Regions from separate parts of the Mus musculus genome. Here region 1 is linked to region 2. Evidence: chromatin contacts called from public promoter capture Hi-C data. All regions are on one chromosome and are shown on one strand. Each heading gives the region's core, a stretch centred on a gene start, on an enhancer-like site or on the middle of the called end of the contact. The rest is flanking DNA. Distances are from core to core; before and after follow the strand shown. Region 1 overlaps Specc1l (sperm antigen with calponin homology and coiled-coil domains 1-like). Region 2 overlaps Specc1l (sperm antigen with calponin homology and coiled-coil domains 1-like).

Region 1 (7,197 bases), core at 594-3,093, 71 kb before region 2:
CTCTGCTCTGGCTAATAGCTACTACACCCAAGGGGTTTCTGATGATATTCTAGTCACCTTGAAATAAATGGTGTGTAACAGTTGCCAATAGAAGAAAGACACCTCCCCTCCCAGACATAGATGTGTAGGCATACACTCATGTGTAATTACCTCTCTGTCTCTTTTCTCATCTGAATCTTAGCACGTAGCCATCTAAGGTGGCCAGCTCCATCTGAGGAAAACTGGGACTTAGGAGATGAAACACTAACCCAGGGTTCTCTGCGGCAGAAGAGATCACAGGAACTGGAGACTTTGTCTCAAACACTAAAAAAGAAGCCTCTAAGTCTTGCTTAGCTGAAGTTTTCTATTACTGTCATTTTTGCAGCGCTGGGCTGGGAATCCCCACAAATGCTAGGCCTTGCTCTACCACTGGGCAGCTCACCCTGAAACAGTCTTAAAAGAGGGTGGTAGCTTGAGAGTTAGTTCTCACTGCTGGTAGCTTTCCTATTTGGTACGTAAGACAAAGAATGGGCCCGGCGTGATGGCCAGCATGGTATACAAGGCCCAGTATAAGATGAAACTGAAAGGTCTTTTGTTTACAGAATGCCAAGGAGCAAAGTCCACTAAAGGGACTACAATGAAAAGAAAAAAGGAAAAGGAAAACCCCTTTCCATGCTTCCAGGACTTGCATCCAAGTGACTGAAGCAGAAGCTGAGGCACAGGCCTTGTCAGACAGCAGGGCAGGAAGTGTCTTAGTGACATGCAGAGCTCTGAGCTTGCAGACCAGTGGCAGTATCTCACTCCAGGTCACTGAGTGCTGGAAAAAGACAAACCTCTTCTTCCTGTGTCGGTGCCCCCTTTCGCTCCCGAGGACACAGCAGTTCTCACAGGGCTGTGGACGTGCCTGGCTTCACTGCGCCTCACAGCAGAGGCTCCTACACCCCAGCTGCCTGGCTAAGGCTGGCTTCCTCCAGACAAACCCCACCCTGCTGGGGGAAAAGCTGCTGGTGCCTCCTTACCCTGTTCCTCCCCTCAAAATAGACACAGGATACGGCTCCTGGATGGAGCAAGGGTTCCAGGTGAGAGGTGCTTTTGATAGTTGATAGCATTTCAGATGAAAATCAAGCTGGCTGAGGCTTGAGCTCTTCCCCCCCCCCCCCGTGGCCGGAGATGAGCTATTTAAGTAAGGTGACCAAGGACTATGAGTCCATTAAGCAGTGAACCCAAGGAACCAGCTCAGACCTGCTTCCAAAAACTCCCGAACACAGTGAGGAACGGTGCTAGGCCTGGGCATGGGGTGCTCCTTAGGAAGCGGGGAAGCCCACAAGCCTGAGAGAGCAGGTCTCCTGGCTCCAACCACTATTGCTATTTGTAGTGAACAGGGCTGAAAGTCTTGCTACAAATGTCTGCAAACACTAAACTGGCTTGCAAAGGGGGAGGGGGGGAAAAGCTCAGTGCTAGAAACAGAAGAGGGGAAGCCCCCACCCACGTGTCCACATGTGAAGCTCTTCATGACATGGTTATGACAGTCCAGTGATATCATGACAAGATTTGTAAGCAGCTTGGAGAAGAAACACACTGAATAATAAAAAGTCATACCATGTTACCAGAGAAACAGCTTTTCCCTTCATCACCCATGCCCAACGGCTCCTCCCTGCAGATGCTACCATCTGTTCCTAAAGCTAGACTGTGAGTGGGCTCCAGGTTGGCAGGATGGGTGGGAAATCCTGGGGCCTTCACCAAGTCTGTTGCCACCAGAAGCAACCTCTCACTGTCTCTTTTACAGTCCGGATGACGGAGTGAAGCAGGCACAGTCTGATGTTCTGCCTCTGCAGGTACAAAGCTAAACACCCTCCCTCAGGTCAGCAGCAAAGGCAGCCAGACTTGTCTGCAGACCGCTGTTCTATATAGTCAGTCCTGTTGTCACTTCACCTGCCCACGGTGGCCAAACAAAACGGCACCTGTGGTTTTCTTGGCAACTGGTTGGTATAAACTTAAACTGTTTGTGACTCAGAAAAACCCAACTCAACACCACTGTGTGAAGCTTGTAGATGGGGGAGGAGGGCCAGGCCTCACATTTCCTGAACACGTAACTGATAGCAGCTGTCCCAGGCTTCAGGAAAGTAGATATATAAATGTCAGTCCACTCTGATGGTGAACCACTAAGCCTTTAGGAGACACCTGAAGAGTCTGAGTTGTCTATTCACTACAAAGAAGCAGGTACTAACAAATCCAATCTATCATCATTTGTGCCACAACAGCAAGATGAGTATGGCCTCCTCAAGTGGCTCTGTTTTCTGCAGGCCTAAAATAAGGCTTTATGAGCTTATCATAGAAACATTAAAGAAAAGAAAGACACAAAGGGAATGGCCAGGGAAAGGGGAACGAATCTGGAAGGAGCTGTATGTATGTGTGTTGGGGTGGTGGTGGTGGTATTATGATCAAAACACATTGTATGGAAGTCTCAAAGAACTAAATAGAAGGTAAAGGGGATTTGACTGACAACCTGAGGAGACAGTGATGACCTCAGGTCCGCACCTAAACTCGAGCTTACACGTGAGCCAGCACCAGGACCGGGAACTGTACCTGCTAGATGACGAGAGAGGAGGGGTGCTGGATGCAGTTGCTCTGAGGATCATTTACCCATTCCACGGACCCTCACCTGAGGCCAGGCCCTGGAGTAAAATAGAAGCCCACATGTGGACCTGACATAGTCTAGGGCCAACAGAAGGTTGCCCAGTGAAGTGTGGTTGGGTGGACTCCAAAGAGCCAATGGGAGCTGGCAGGCTGGGGCTGTGTTAGGGGGCTGCTGACTGTAGAGGCCTGTGGCAGCAGAGAAAAGGGAGTCAGGTTATGGATGTATGTGGGAGCTGAAGTAAATCCACGTGGAAACAGGTTAAATACATAAAAGGGAAGTGCATGGAGTGCCAAGGGTAGCCCTTAGCTTCTCTTGGCAGAACCAAACACCCGTAGTGACCTTCACAGAAGCAGAATTAACTGGGCACAGGGTTTGCACATACAAGGAGGTACATTCTGAGTGTGTTAACTTTAAGGTACTTTGTAAATAGACAGAGGGGGCCTCAAGGCATGGGTGCAGGGGTCATGAGAGAGAATTCAGTGAAAGAGTAAGACCATCGGTGTCCCCAGTGGAATCACCCAGGAGACACTGTGGGGCAGTAAGGGGAAAGGAGACCCTGGAGCTCTCCAAAGCAGTGGACATGCTGACAAAAAGCATTAATGGGGGCATGAAGAGGACCAAAGAACTGAAGAGGAACTTGTACGCAGAGGAAGAGAGTGCTGAAGAGATAAGGGTTGTGGTGCAGCTTGGTGGTAGGAACTTTCCTATCATTGCATGAGGGCCTGGGTGTAATCCCCAGCACCACGTAAATGAATGGAAATACACACAGGCAGAGGGCAAGCAACGCAGTAGTACTGCTCAGAAGCCAAGGGGACAGAAAACCTCTGCACTTATACAGTGTGAGCAGCCACTTGCGAGGCAAGCACAGCACAAAGGCCACTAACCTGCAACAGTGCAACCCTGCCAAGCACTTTCCCACAAAGATCTCCAGTGACATTCCTAGTTTAGAAAGTAGCTTCTGGTGTGTAAGACGAATCCTAACCTTCCAGGGCTGCCCCAGCGATGTGTCTACACTGCAGATGAGGAAGGACTACAGGCTGAGGATGTTACTCCCCAGCCCTACACGACAGCCGATCCATGTGTGTGGACATAGGTCTGAAGGCAACTTGCAAGAGCTGGCTCTCTCTTACCGTGTGAATCCCAAGGATCAGAATTAGATCATCACGCTGGGCAGCAAATACTCCTACCTACTGAACCATCTCACCATCCCCCAAAATAGTGCTCACAGGCAACACTGCCAAACGCTCGGCAGGTTCCTATCACCTACATCAGGCAGCCCACAAGTCCCTTCGCACCTCTGCCTTCCTCCCGCAGTCACAAGCACTTACCCACACACATACACACAATTAAAATTAAGATAAATCTTGGGGTTGGTTCAGCTTTTAAGCGCATGTGCTGTTCTTCCGAAGGACCCAAGTTTGGTTCCCAGCACCTACATCAGGCCTCTTACAACTGCCTGTGATTCTAGCACATTCAATGCCTCTGGCCTCCATGACAGCTGCACTCAACTGTACGTATGCCACACACACACACACACACACACATAATAATAATAAAAAAGATAAATCTTAAAAAAAAAGAAATATCTTAAAGGAACAACAACGAAAGAGAGCAACAGAGGCTGGGCAGGGTGGCAATGGTGCAATCCAGTATTCTAAGGCTGAGGCAGGGAGATGCTGAGTGTGAGGCCAGCCTGGGCAACAGAGTGAGCACCTGCCTCTTAAGCCAACAAACCAAGAGGGAGCTGAGAAATGTACTAGTCGTTATAGCTCCAGTTTTAGTTCTGAATTCAGACTTTGCACTTAGTTTTCCCATCGGTTTTGGGCTTTTCAACTTGGCAGACCAGTTAGTTCTGTGTCTGGAGTAGGACACAGAAACAAGTTTGTGATGTGTCTGTACATAGGAATTCGAGAAAGGTCCAATGAGAGCTCACCTGTGGTGACACAGGAAGCCAAGGCAGGAGGAACCAGGAAAGGCCAGCCTGGGCTACTTAATGAAACTATATCTTTAAAGAGCCACACACAGTTTCATCCAGGAAATGTCTTCAGTGTGAATAGAAAATACTTTTTCCTTGGTTACACGTGATGTTACCTGTCACACTACCTTGGAGGTCCTGGAGCAGAGAAGTCCAGTCCCCTGCCCCTTTACATTTCTATGGCATGAGCCTAGGGGGAAGGCCTGCTAGTGGCCTTCAGATGGGCCTGTCTTCTTACCCCTTCAAGTGCAAGCACTGGGAGTTTAGGGGTAGGATATGAAAGCCAAGACATACATACATCTCTCAATATATTTAAAATGCCACAAAATACTGAAAAGTGGGGACTAGGGAGATGGCTCAGTTAATTGCTTGCCATGTGAACACAAGGACTTAAGGTCCTAGCACCCACACATTGCTGGGAGCAGTGGCATGCGCCTGTAATCCCAGCATTGGGGAGACAGAGACAGAAGGATCCCTGAGGCTTGCTAACCAGGCAGGCCATCTAGCCTAGCTGTTGAGTTCCAGGATCAGTGAGAGACCATTATAGGTTCAGAATAGGGTGGAAAGCAATGAAAGAAGATACCTAGCATAGACCTCTGGCTTCCATATGCATATACACACAGGTATAGACAAACAGGTGCGCACACACTCACACACACTCTCATACACACTCATATATACTCATACACACACACACACACACACACACACACACACACACAAATTTAATTAAGGACCACAGAATATACCCCTAAAGATCACATGTTCTTTAAAAAGCTATTAAAGGTCTGATCTATTTAAGGAAATGCCATTTTATGGGCAGCTGGCAAGACGCCAGAGGGCATGATTCATCTTTCATCATCTACTTCCGTATGCTCTTGGCTATGGAAAGCAGAATCTGCAGACCACACGTGGTACAGCCATCTTCACCAGCAAACAGTTTTGCGGTATAAAGTGAAAAAAACCCAAAAAACAAAAAGCAAAAAACCAACCAACCAAAACCCCCAAACTACAGCAGGAGCAGGAGTGAGTTACTCCAGGTACCTACCTTCATGCTGGGGTGGGGCTTGCAGGTTGTTTGGGAGCCTGGGTATGATATGCTAGGTGGTGTAATTTATTACAAAAAAAAAAAAAAAAGTGAAAAGAATCTCTTTCTAAATCCCTCCCAGTAGGGCCCAGGGGAGATGGGAGAGTCTTGTGCTACTGTGCCCTTTCCTTTCTGAACTGAACCAAGCTGCTGTAAGGTAGGGGAAAGAAGATGCACCATGAAGTCCAGATGTTGGGCCCCGCTGTCACAGTCTGAATATAAACGATCCCCACAGGCTTGTTTTTAACAGCTGCTTCCCAGGGAGTGGCACTATTTGTGGAGGCTATAGAAACTTCAGGAGGTAGGACCTACCTCTGGAGGAAGGAGATCCATTGGGAGTGAGGACTTGAGGCATAGTCCTCATCGCCAGGAGTAAATAGCCTTCTCTACTACACACACTAGCTGCTTCACGTTCTGCTCAAACACATGGGACTAAACAGCCATGAAACCACTAGCAAAAATAAATCTTTCCTGCTGAAGTTCCTGTCAGAGAGCCACGGCAGAGCTGTCTCACTCGAGACCCTTAATTCTCCCTGCATACCACAAGCATCTGCCAAGGGTTTCCTCTCCCTGGCTCAACCCTAAAGCTGTTGATCCAACTATTTTAGAGAAAGTCATGGCATTGTTTTTCTTTAGGTGATGTGGGGGAGAACCAAGATCAGGTAGAAAGCGCACTGGACAGGACTGTCCAGAACATGCACTGTAAGTTCATGAGGATGGTCACAGGGACACACTCAGCCCAGCCTAGAAGCTAGGAAATCAAGGAACTCAAATAAAAACATCTCTGTAAAGAGGTTTTATGTTAATGAACTGGTGCCTGCTGGAGTGAGAGGAAAAGAATAAGTGTAACACAATGAGGAGCAATGGCACCTCAGAAGACGGACATTCCTACTGAGCCGCAGAGCTTCTCAGCTGAGTTCTGCTGGGCGTGACTAGGAAGCAGATCTACCCTCCAGTTCACAAGGGACAGAAGCACTGGGAGTACTGAGAAGAATATACAATGTGGGATACAGCACACAGGACAGTTCCTCTGATATAAACCGAAGATAGAAAGAAGGAACTTACTGACAGAGACTTTTTCAAAGCTCACACTATCCAAATGTAATGTGGAACTTTATGTACGTGCATCTAATCTAAGCAAGTCAATAGTATAGTCTGAGCTACAATGAGACTGAATGGCTGGACTTGGCTTTAGAGTCCTCCAGGTGGTGAAGGGATAGGAAGATCCTACGCAGATGATGGGTAGCTGCAGGGAGTACACAAGAAAGCTTCATTCCCACCACAAGCAAACTTACAGTACTATCTAGAAAGGAAACCTACTACCTGGCTGACAGTTACCTACTGTAACTTGTTTCCCTGAAGAAGCCATTAAAGTGACTAATACACTTATAAAGAAGTGTTCAATACCACTAATTTTTCACAAAATGCAATTTGAAGCCACCACAAGATGCTGCTTCATACTCATCAAGATGGCTATTAAAAACAGCAACAGAAAATAAGCTAGGGGTACAATTCAGT
Region 2 (6,602 bases), core at 16-2,515:
AGTCATGGGAGGTTTGTGCCAGACTGAACTTCAGTAACTCTGAAAACCAAGACGTAACAAGTCAGAGAGGTCTGACCTCTTCTCTTTTAGTAGTGCTAGAGATGGCACCTTAGGCACAGCACACGCTGGGTGAGTATTTGACCACTGAATTGAATTCCAAGAGCCCAAGCCTCAAAGCCCTTCTTTAAAGGTTTCCCTTTTTTTTTGGCTTATTTTTACTTTTTCACTTTTTCTTTCCTGTCTTGTCTTCAATTTCAGATCAACAACAGCTTTCTTCTTAGTGACAGTAACTGATCCTATAGGCAAAGTGTTCCCAAGAGTGTGACAGCTGATACTCCTTACTCCAAATCTGCCTATACCCTCAACACACATGCACGTACACTCATACAGGCCTGCTAATGTAGCAAAGCCTCAAGCAGGAACAGCTGCTGTGCTAGACAGTGTAAACAGTGTAAACTGGGCAAACAATTTTGCTTCACAATGGAAAAGTACTCACTGGTCAAGACCAAACTATCAGCGGCTCCAGATCCACACCTCAGATGTGACAAGCCTACTCAGTGCACACACCTCAGATGTGACAAGCCTACTCAGTGCACACACCTCAGATGTGACAAGCCTACTCAGTGCACACACCTCAGATGTGACAAGCCTACTCAGTGCACACACCTCAGATGTGACAAGCCTACTCAGTGCACACCAGATCCACACCTCAGATGTGACAAGCCTACTCAGTGCACACCAGATCCACACCTCAGATGTGACAAGCCTACTCAGTGCACACCAGATCCACACCTCAGATGTGACAAGCCTACTCAGTGCACACCAGATCCACACCTCAGATGTGACAAGCCTACTCAGTGCACACCAGATCCACACCTCAGATGTGACAAGCCTACTCAGTGCACACCAGATCCACACCTCAGATGTGACAAGCCTACTCAGTGCACACCAGATCCACACCTCAGATGTGACAAGCCTACTCAGTGCACACCAGATCCACACCTCAGATGTGACAAGCCTACTCAGTGCACATACCACAGTAAGTCTGACACGGAGCCCAGAGAAGGCAAGCGGGGTACACATCCAACACCAACACTTCAACCTGTTCTCCCAGTCACATAAACAACAGGTCACCTGTCACACAGGTGGTGTGTACTCCGAAGACAGCCCCAGCAACTAAGTAACCAGTTAGGTCAGAACATGTCATCTCTCTTACATGAAAGAGTCACAACACTGCCACCAAGAAAACACTTCAGGGTGTTGATTCAGAACAGCGGAAGTAGGGCAAAGGGCATTGCTGGCACCATCCTCCAGGCCACAGGATGACAACTAGCCACTCATCAAGGATATTGTAAGGAAAAATTGAGGGCCCCACACCCACTGAATCAGCACAGGTTCAGTGTTAACAACCTTGAAATACAAAACAGCATTTCCTGCTACATCTTTCAGAACTTACATGGAAGTCCCACAGAAGCTATTCTTCTGAAGTACTTTTAAAATCAATTAATCTGCAATCTACAATCCTCTGTCTGGAAAAAAGGCTGTTGGAGAATTCAGGCCATGCTTTGTTTCTCCTTGTCTGTTGGACTAGCTGACAGTGTCTATCCCAAATATCTCACGCTGAGCAAAGCAGCAGGCAAGTAAGTAAGTAGACTGTGAACTGGAAGGGCTGAAGACGGTGTGGCTCTGTATGAACTAAGAGTTGCATGTGGTGATGTGCACTTGTAACCTTGGCACCTGGGGAGCTGAGAGAGGAAGACTACAGGGAACCTGAGGCCAGCAGGACCCTGTCTCACAATAATAAGAAGACATTCTAAAAAGTGGAGGTGGAAGACAATGGCTCAGCAGGCAAAGACGCCTCACACCAAGGCTGACAACCTGAGTCAGCCCTCTCTCACTCCCACAATGTGGCATGAAGGTACACACATGCATGTTCATGTGCAAGACAGACAGACAGCAATCTAATTCTCTGAATGGCCCAAACCAATACAGAACACACACATCAAGAGTGAGAACACCCCTGGAAAACTGCTATGTTCCCCAAATCAAATCAATCCTTGGCTAAAAAGATTCAACAACAAACCCCTGCTACCACCTGCCATGTACTAAGTCCTTGATCTGTGCTGTCCACTTGTAATCTCTCTTTTAATTATGGCCATGCCCTTTGAAGCCATGTTCTTATCTCTCTGACCCCAAAGACTCTGGTCTCATTGCAATTCTACACTAAAAAAGAATACAGTCTCTAAAGAAAATTAACTATGCTCTTACTAATTAAAAACCCAATGTTAACTATGACTAATATTGGACTAATATTTGAAAAGAACAGAAATTTATGCTGCAATTTAGGCCTTGTGGCACACACTTTTTATATATGAGCATTTTATCTGTATACATATATGTGTACCACTTATGTGCCTGGTACCCATGGAAGCCGGAAGAGGATGTCTTGATCCCTGGAACTAGGGTTATACACAGTTATGAGTCACCATGTGGGTGCTGGGAATTAAACTCTGGTCGTCTGGAAGAGCAGTCGCTGCTCTTCACCACTAAGCCATTTCCCTAGCCCTGTGGTTACAGACCTTTAACCCCAGCACTCAGGAAGCAGAAGCAAGCAGAGTTCTAAGCTCAGGGCCAGCATGATCTACAGAGAGTTTCGGTACAGCCAGAAACTATAGGGCTATGCAGAGAAACCCTGTCCCAAAAAAACCCAAAAACAAACAAAGAAACTGACGATGTAAAAGTGCGTGTCAGAGGACAAAAACCACTGCCAACAAGTCACAGGAATATGACAGCCAGTCATCCTTTAACATATGTCTCATCCCCTCGTTTCACAAAGCCTTCCTGAACTAGGAGCAGTATGCACCATCCACACTGTCTACTGTCCCTTGGGCATTTGACATGAAACACAGGTGGTTCATGTACTCCTACACGCATCTCTCGGCCGCCATTCACTTCTCAAACTCCCTGAAGGCAGACTCTACCTCTGGCTCACCTGTACATGATTCCCTGTATAAAGCAGGCACTTGGTTATTTTCTTTATACAGAGCCTACTGTTAAGTTTCATTCGTACAGATAGACCAAAACACCAATTAAGGTTACCCTGCTGAAAGATCTCCTCAAAGACTGTGTTCCTAGTACTAGCAGAGAGTGAACCCCAAATTATATTCATTTAATAAATTCAACATATTTAAATACATGCCTAAAATCCACTGCATATTCAAATACAGCTACGTGAATACCTTTGACAAGGCTGCTGCTGCCCCAGGCCTCACAGGCTTGACTCCTGTGGGTGCTGAAGAGCTGTTCTCAGGCTTGCTTTTCTCTACTGTTTGCGGTTTGCTTATCCCAGACACCTTAGGCACTGAGCCAGCACTCCTGTTTGCTTTCTTCATTCTGGGCTGCCTCTTGGTGATGCATTTACAACCAAACCTGTGGGAAGAATAGAAGAGGCATCATGTTGAAAAGAAAACGACAAAGCAGCTCTTTAGAAATTATTTCTGAAAATTTCCACGACATGATAAAAGTATCTGAAAGACAGATGTCTCAATAACAAAACAAAAATGTTGGCAATCTTTCAGTTCACTTATAGAAGCTAATACTTTACAGATTTATAATGTGTGTCCTAACCCATTCAGGAGACAGAACACCTTATACCATGTGCTGGCTAGTTCCCATCAGGGCAAACTCCAAATCCTGTGGCTGTGCCCAGTGTCAAAGGGAGTACTTGGCTAGCTCCTTCCTCCTAGCTTTGCTAGCGCACACACTCTGTCTTGGGCGTCCCCACTATGCACTCTGTATCCCCATGAGCACCCCCACCACCTGCTTTCAGTCTCCCTGTGGGCACCCCCTGGCTCACGAACATTCTGTGGCCCCTAACACAATCTAGGCATGACTTTCACATCTTCACAAAATGGCCTCTCAAGGCCTCCATGCAGGGTCTCCACTGCCACGTGCCTGCCTATACAGCTCTCCTTAACTGTGGAATCCATACGCTTTACTCTTCTCTCCTTCAGAGTTCTAAAGCCAGAACCACTGCCTGAAACTGCCAAGTTTGACAATTTACTTTAGATGGAACCTGGCCCCTCCTTGAATTACATTTGCATAAATGTGCCTTTGTAGTTGCTTTTAGGTAAAGGAAATCCCTCAGACTTTTTCCTTTCACAAATTGCAGGATTAGTTGGGTGGCATCTTGCCCTGAGGGCACTACTCCCTTTAACATCAGGTTTATCTTTCAGCACACACCTTAGTTCCAACATCTAATTTCCAGGTGCTCTTTTTCTTCTCAAAGTGTACATTCTGTCGTTTCTTTTTTGTCCTGTTTCTTCTTTCTCAATGTAGATCTGTACTGAGTGATCAGTAATACCCACAGGACAGAGACAATATTAAGCTGTCTTGAAATCTCTCTGCCAACAAAAGTTGCCCAAAACTTTTTTCAGTTTAGCCAAGGCTGCAGTGAAATCGCAGGATGCAGCGCAGGTGGGTGCTGCTAGGAAGCACGTTTGACTCTGAAACAAGGTGTCCTTGTACATTCAGACACCTGCACTGCAGCCCACATGGAGGGCAGCACAGTTTTAAGAAGCCATGCTCTAACCAATCTGCATCCCCTAAACATCTGCCTGCAGCTGCTATGAAGAACAGAGTGAAGGGCCACAGAGCACAAGCCCGGGTATGAGGACATGGCCACGGGAATGCCCTTACTGCTGCAGCTTTTCACTGCCTTGATCTAAGCTCAAACAAAGTATCACTCAAAAGCACTGTTCCAATGTGCTTAGTATCTGAGAATGCCACAAAGCAGCAATTCTCACGTTTCTAATGCTTCCTCCTTCCCTCTATGCCTAACACAACTCCTCACATGTGGCACCACCCCAACCATAAAATTATTTTTGTTGCTACTTCCTAACTATAATTTTATGTATTAACTGTTATGAATCATAATGTAAGTATCTGATATGCAGATAGCCTTAAGTGACCTTGGTCGTTCAACCCCACTAAGGGATCTTGACCCACAGATTGAGAAACACTGCCGTAAAGCTTTTCTTTGTGGGAGAGCTCTTCTCCCAGCAGCTCGGTACAAGAAACTTTCGAATTCCTTCCTTCCAGTTCCTGCACCATTCTGAACACACCTGCATCTCTTTAAAAGTTTTTTTGTATGTATACGGATGCTTGCCTACCCACATACCTGTGTACTACTTTTGTGTTTGATGCCTGTGGAGGCCAAAAGAGAGTGCTGGATTCCCTGGAACTGGAGTTAAGGATAGTTCTGAGACACTACCTGAGTGCTGGGAATCAAATCTGGGCCCCCTGAAGATCAGCCACTCTCATTCATTCATCCATCCATCCTTGCCTGTTATTATTTCTGCAATAAAAGAGAAGCTGCAGTGTAAGGAATCTGTATAAGGCATCCTCATAATTTAATGTAATTCACTGTAGTTATCTGAGGGGGAATGGCCACCAGTGACTCATGTGCTTCAATGCTTAGTCCCTAGTTGGTGGAACTGTTTTGGGAAGGATCAGGAGGTATGGCCTTGTTGGAGAATGTGTAAAGCCCAAGCCAAACTCAGTCTCTCTCTTCCCTTCTCTCTGTACCCTCTCTTCCTCCTTCCCTCTTCTTCTTCCCACTGCCTCTTTCCCTCTATGCCTGCCAGCCACCATGCTCCTCACCATGATGAACTCACCATCTGAAACTGGTGAGCAAGCCCCCAACTCAGTACTTTCTTTTAGAAGTTGTCTGGGTCATGGAACAACAATAGAAAAGTAACTAAAATATTCACCTAATTATTGCGAATGTTACATAGGACGAAGCAACAATAACATCTGTGGTGTGCCAACATAGGTGTCCTCTGGGCCTCAGACCCAGTGAAGTACAATATGCTTCACCATGAAGCATGAAGATTGCCAAGCTGAGCTACATGGATTTCTGGTCCAGCCTGAACTACATAGCAAGACTTAGTCTGACAATTCTGTTTTTATTTAAAACAATAGTAATATCAAGTAAGAGTTGGTGAGATAGTGCAGCCTGACAAGCCAAGTAGAAGGAAAGAACCAACTCCCATATGTTATCCTCTGACTTTCACATACACACGATGGCATGCCCCTATATGGATACCCACATGTGCACATGCACACAGACACTCAAACACATACTAAATATAATAATGTTTTAATAAATAAGATATAGTCAGGAGAGCAGGGTTCAAGCTCTAGCTTTGCCTTAAGTTGTTAGGGCAAATCACTTATCTTCATAAATTCTTCTCTTATAAACCAGAATTAATAAAGCCTAGCTTAAAGACTTCTGATACACAAAACACATGTAAACCAGTAAGAGGGAAAAAGTATTTATATCCTAGTTGTAGACGTTATTTCACCAGGGCCCAAAGGTAGGAAAGATGTTGCGACAAACCAAGGTTAGAGAGAACAGCTTATTTCCAGGATTCAGAAGCTCCACCCTCTCCAACCACCCACCCATAAAAGATATGCCAATCAAGTGTTTGAAGTGATGCAATGCGGCCCTAGGAATTTATCTTACCTGTCATGCTGCATCAAAGAGATGCACCCTGAATCAAGGACAGTGACTGTCTTGGAGACCAAAAGGGCTATCAGTG

What was found. Capture Hi-C pulls out chosen DNA fragments and counts their contacts.
Region 1: a contact with region 2 is called in a promoter capture Hi-C map of pancreatic islet. The contact joins two enhancer-like sites. A contact is called at or near these places in 2 of 39 promoter capture datasets (the C10 cell line and macrophages), 1 of 484 Hi-C or Micro-C datasets (Th1 cells), 1 of 115 datasets of contacts at active chromatin or transcription factors (CD8 T cells) and 3 of 9 other capture datasets (adipose tissue, embryonic stem cells and pancreatic islet).

The regions. Positions count from the first base shown.
Region 1 is chr10:75,298,282-75,305,478 of GRCm38.p6, reverse strand. The region is part of intron 13 of Specc1l (sperm antigen with calponin homology and coiled-coil domains 1-like); the gene reads right to left. Among named protein-coding and RNA genes, the nearest start is that of Adora2a, 15 kb to the left of the region's middle. Within about 2 kb of position 1,843, at least 105 of the 459 cell types and tissues checked have an H3K27ac peak or open chromatin away from gene starts, as enhancers often do. A contact at or near this core is called in pancreatic islet, where this site is marked.
Region 2 is chr10:75,227,509-75,234,110 of GRCm38.p6, reverse strand. Specc1l (sperm antigen with calponin homology and coiled-coil domains 1-like) reads right to left here. Exons shown (of 16, transcript NM_153406.3): 2 at 3,240-3,429. The coding sequence starts at 3,392. Among named protein-coding and RNA genes, the nearest start is that of Specc1l, 19 kb to the right of the region's middle. Within about 2 kb of position 1,265, at least 38 of the 459 cell types and tissues checked have an H3K27ac peak or open chromatin away from gene starts, as enhancers often do. A contact at or near this core is called in pancreatic islet, where this site is marked.